Linked DNA regions of Zea mays: region 1 is linked to region 2. The links are chromatin contacts, called in public Hi-C maps. All regions are on one chromosome and are shown on one strand. The core of a region is the stretch at or near the end of the contact, and the rest is flanking DNA. Distances in the headings are between cores, read along the strand shown. Region 1 holds the start of LOC103626378. Region 2 has its middle 18 kb from the start of LOC111589267.

Evidence for each region. Hi-C and Micro-C count contacts between places; a contact is called where the count stands out from the background.
Region 1: a Hi-C map of tassel shows a contact between it and region 2, with 4 times the contacts expected there. The contact joins the promoter of LOC103626378 here to the enhancer-like site in region 2. A contact is called at or near these places in 2 of 25 Hi-C or Micro-C datasets (ear and tassel).

What each region holds. Positions count from the first base shown.
Region 1 is chr5:56,153,349-56,156,048 of Zm-B73-REFERENCE-NAM-5.0, reverse strand. LOC103626378 reads right to left here and starts at 1,388. Exons shown (of 1, transcript XM_008646780.2): 1 at 13-1,388. The coding sequence starts at 878. The coding sequence ends at 447.
Region 2 is chr5:55,946,752-55,949,488 of Zm-B73-REFERENCE-NAM-5.0, reverse strand. No RefSeq gene overlaps it. Among protein-coding and RNA genes, the nearest start is that of LOC111589267, 18 kb to the right of the region's middle. Within about 2 kb of position 1,303, at least 16 of the 20 cell types and tissues checked have an H3K27ac peak or open chromatin away from gene starts, as enhancers often do. A contact at or near this core is called in ear and tassel, where this site is marked.

The DNA of each region.
Region 1 (2,700 bases), core at 139-2,638, 210 kb before region 2:
TCCGTTTCCAGGATGGGAACAAGCGCCCAGCGGAGGAAAGCTGGGAGAGAGCGCAACGATTCTTTTGCTTTGCTTCTGACAGAACAACTGAACAAGAGAGGCGCAGCGCAGCTAGCTAGGAAGAATATACACCCGGTGCTGGCAGACGAAAAGCTCGGGAAGAACAAAAAAAAGAAGAGGAGGAAATTAATGGACGACAGCGTCCAGAGAGTTTTCGCAACTCCTGAAGCTCAACCACTACTGCCGATCGCTATCGTGTCTTCTGGTCCATGTCCGTGGTGAACAGAACAGAACAGAGGGTGGTAGGAGATGATGATGAGCTCGCTCGTAAGTACCAAGAAAGCCCTGAACTCTGGTGGCTTGGCTTGCATTGCATTTCTCGTTGCTTGCTCCTCTCGTCTTATAGGATTGATGGATCTTGCTGGGCTGCATGCACGATCAGCTAGCTATCTGTTGTGCAGAGGGTTAGGCCCCGTCGGTATGCGCCGCTTGTCATCGTCGTCGTCGGCGCATGCACCACGACCACGATCACGACCACGACCACCAGCAGCAGTAGCGCCGCCGCTCGCTGCTTTCCGCCTGCCGCTCTTACACCGGGAGGCGCCCACGACGGCGTCGAAGCGGACTAACGCGTCGGCAGCAGCCGCCGTGGGCACAGCACGGTGCTGGTGGTGCACGGTCGTCGCCGTTGCACCCGTCGACGGCGGCAGCCCACTCCCGCTGTGAGTGCGAGGGCGCGCGTGGGCGTGGCCGTCGTCACCGCGCGCGCGCCTCGACTGCGTCCTGCACTCGGCGACGGCGAGCTGCAGCACGACGGCGATGGCGAAGCACGACAGCACCGCTGCGGCGGCGGCGCGTGCCCACCGTCGCCGCCTCATGGGGCTCGATTGCGTCACGGCCTCACGGGCGAATGGGGCTGACGCTCTTGGCCTGGCTGCCGCACGGGCACGACAGCACGAGGAGACGAGACGGCGCGGGAGGGAGAGACGCTGCGCTCAAGTGTAGCTGAGCGCGCTGAGGACTGAGGTGAGGTGGTGAAACAAACGGGAGCAGTATTCGTGGACGGAAAGAGTTGTAGGAGTAGCCGAGCGCGAGCCTGCTCTCATGAGTTTTAACAGCGCGCGCGCGCGCGGCTCGGTTCCTTCCAGTCTGGAGTCGTAGTAATGGCAAACGTAGTAATGGCAGGCCTGCAGCGAGCCCGGCCGGCCGGCTAGCTAACCGCAGCAGTCCTCAGTCCTACTCCTCACTGATGAGCGCACGAGAGGACGGAGAACTGGCATGCACAGAACTTGCAGCCTGCTACTGGCTGGTGGCTGCTATGGTGCTCTAGCTCACTTTGACCATAGATTTTAAGGAAAACCACTGTTTGGGACTGGCCATTACTCATATCATATGGGAACACAGTATCACTGTCTCAATTCACATCCAGAATTTTTTTTTTAAAAAAAATGTGTACCTTCATATATAGTGTAATGATAGTATTAACTGGAGTAGTGTTTTTTAGCATAGATAGCAAGCATGATGAGAGACCCTCGTCGCAGCGTAGCGCAGGGTAAACACCTCGACGAGACGGCGGAAACGCTGCCTGCCCGTGCCCGGCCGCGGCGCGCGCGCGTTTGATCGCTGCCGTTTGCATGCTCACCGCTGCGTCGGACGCCTGCATTGTTTACCGATCGAATTCATGGGGGATGTGCCCAATGCCCATGCCGCATCTACTACTAGTATGATGAATCCTTCTTGGCACGCACGCAGCTATATATAGCTGACTCCATCGATCAATCAGCGCTACGAGTCCATGCAATTATATGCTACGCGCGCAGAGGCTGGTGCCGGCCGGCATCGGCCTCCTTCTGGGTCGTCCTCTCTGGACGAGTGGAGCAATCGCCGATCAGCAGCGGAGCCGGAGCACGCAGTACGGCGGCGGTGTGGGCGAGTGGGATGTCCCCGAGGAACTGAACGGACGGACAGTACTGCTTCCTACGTATAGCAGTATAGCACCGAAACCATAGATGCATGCGGCGGTGGTTCTCCAGTCTTCGCTTCACATCAGGGGCGTGTTCGGCTGGCTACAAGCCGACACTGTTGCAGCTGTTTGGATTGCTGCAGCTGCAATCCATAGAGAGAAAAATACTGTAGAAGCCGCAGCCGCAGCCGGATTGCAGCCGCAGCAAGCCGCAGCGAACAAGCTGCAGGATCGGAGTACCCTGCAAACACGCCGTCGTTAATTGCTACCGTCGGTTCAGGGGTACCGGCCCCTAGCTAGCTTGGCCAGAATTAAACAGGACCTCCCTGCGCAGGAGCAATGTTTTTTTTATCCTTCTCTAATATGGATGGACGGTAGGGCCGAAAATTAGCCGAGCCTAGCAAAACTTAAGCTTGCCCACTGCATCGAAGCTAAAGTATGAGGCTTGGCTCGACTCACGAGGCACACCTTGGTAAATATAATTACATTAAATATTAAATTAGTAGTATTTAAATATGAAATATATACTAATTATTTAATATTATGAGCTTGTCATATATCCATGGAAAGTCGCCTAGAGGGGGTAGGAATAGGCAAATCTGAAATTTACAAACTTAAGCACACACTACAAGCCGGGGTTAGCGTTAGAAATATAAATGAGTCCGAAAGAGAGGGCGAAAACAAATCACAAGCGAATAAGATTGAATGACACGGTGATTTGTTTTACCGAGGTTCGG
Region 2 (2,737 bases), core at 54-2,553:
ACTTGTGTTGGCACTCAATCACCAAAATACTTAGAAATGGCCCAAGGGCACATTTCCCTTTCAGTACCCCTAATTACTGTACCTGACAAAGGGTGTTCCTACGACTTATACAAATATATCTAGTTGCAATCCAACTAGTCTAAATCGCAGAACTTTGAACTTTTTACTCTCTCTAACTCATATTACTGTTTTTACTCAAACTAGCTCCAAAAGTGTGTTTTGTTGAATCCGAGTTGGAGGCGGCCGGCTGGCGCGGCAGCGACAAAGCGATGGAGGTCGCGGTGGCTGCCAGTGGTGCGCCGAAGAAGGATTTTGCCGAGAAGGCGAGGCTAGTTGTGGCTAGCTTACTGGCTCCTGCGCGGACGAAGATGGTGAGGAGCATGGGGCGCACGAGGGAGAGGGACGACACACTATTGGAGGGTGCGCGGGGAAGGAGAGGTAGGCTAGGCTGGAGCGAGAGGTGGAGAGGGAGAGGAAAGGGAAGGACCCTTAACGTATTTGGATAATTTTCGCGTATATGTGTTGACACGCGAGAGCGCCGCCATACGCGGAAACGCGGAGAGGGCCTTGAAATCCCCCGATTTTAATAGAGTATATGTAGATGTTCTGTTGGCCGCATTCACCAGCTGGGTGGAGAGGCCGAAACAATGTTCCTTTATCTAAAAATGTATATTATGGGTCCGTTTGGGAGGGCTTCACTTCAAGATTTTTGGGTTCGTTCTAGCTTCTTCTATACGAACATGTCTAGCTCTATGAGCTATAGCTTTGAAAAAAATCAAAACTAGAGGTCAGCTTCATAAAATTCACCAAGCTTCTCAAAGGGTGCCTCACAAACAGTGTTTTCATACATTCTCATTAAGTTGCACGAAAATTACCCACCATGCCACACAACTACACAACATATCGTTTTGGTTCTCTCGTGACAGCCCACTAATCTTCAAGGATAATCCAGGAAACTCACACAAATTAATTATATTATAGAATCTTGAGCCTATGTACAAGCAAGACACTTCTCAAACCTAGCTCAAAAATTTATTAAAGTTATTTTATAGTGAAGCTGTAAAACGGAAGGTGAAAATTTTAAAATAAAACACTTCCAAACATTATTCTTTAGTGCGCGAACTGTTGAGCGGGCAGGCCCATGCGCTTGCATGAGCGGAGCGGAGTTCAGTGCGCGAGAGCTGGCCCATGCGCGAGCTGCGGAACGGGCCGGTGAGCGAGCTGCGGAGGGACTGAGCGAGTCAGGGAAATTTTGGTGGTCGGCAACCTGCCTGTGCCTCAGTGCCTGGTCCGACATGGGCTGGTATTCTTGGGCCCTTGATGGACAGAATTAGTACGGCCTTTACGGGCTTGAATTGGTGGTGAGCTAAGAGGCCGAGAGGGGACCGATACGAAGAAAAGCAGTCCGCCGTTATTGACGGCGATCCTTCCCCATGTCGGCTAACCAATGCAAATAAAAATTTTCAATATTTCATAGTAGCCTCATTAGACCGTAGATCTCTATGGTATATCCAGACAATATGTAGGAACATAAACTGAAACATTCTGGAGCTACAAAGATAGTTATTAAATTGTTAGCACCACATAAAAGCACTCCCCCCTAGAGTAGCTATTAACACGAATAACAGAAACTCTGTTATAGTCATTTCTATACATTTAGGGTGCGTTTGGTTGCGGGACAACCAGGACAGGGACGCCTCCTGGCGTCCTCTCTCGTCCCTCCAATTTTGAGAGATAACTGGGGACAGTTCTGTCCCAACCCCTGACCCTGAAACAAACAATCTTATTTGAGGGATCGTCCCGTCCCATCCCGTCATGTCATTGCAATCAAACGCATAATGTACTCTTCGGACGTACAGACTAAATTACCTTATTCTCGTATGTAATAAGAGAATTCTCCAATGAGAATTAGGGATCAGATCTTCATTGTTATCTCTGTTCATCATACTGATGCAGTTGATATTGTTGAGAACCCATAATGAAGGGTTATGTGGGCAAATACCGAATATAGCTCTGAGGGCTATCGCGTCTCTAGATATAGAACATGTACTCCTCATATGGAACAGAGATCAAAAAGAGGCCAGAGGTCCAACCATATATCCAGTGTCTCGTGTGTTTCCTCTGTCGTGCTTATGGGAAGGGAGACGGGTTCTCTACAGCTTCTTGCGCCTCTACTGCTGACGGGAGGGAAGGGAGCGGATCTGGTGATCCGTGGTAACATAGTTCTCAACACGTTATCAGCATGCTCTACCTCGATGTTGCTGCGGACCCGATCTGCATCGACTCTCCACCACGCCGGCAGGTCCTCGGCCTAGCCGAACTGTCCTACGCGACAGGCTTCGATTCCCTTCGACGCAATCGAGTGGTATGGAATTTCAGATCTATAGTTCACGGTGCAAAAAGGCAACTTTGCTGGCGGCGCTCGCCAGCCGCTAGTCACACCTCGCATGGCCGCGTCATAAACTCTGCTCCCATGTCTCTGCGTCGTTGGCGTAAAATACCGTGGACAACGCGCAGGGCATAGAAATCACGCGCGCCGCCGAGGCTTCCGTAGCCGCGACTAGAAGATCGCTGCCGAGGCTTCCGTAGGGCAGACCGCATGCAACCTTGCGTGAAGCCTAAAAAAAGGATCTTGCAACCGAATGCATGGATGAGGAAAAGAAAAGGATCTTTACACTCACCCTGCTTCGCTCCGGTCTCGTCTTATTGACCGGGCCCTCGCCCTTTTTATCCCACC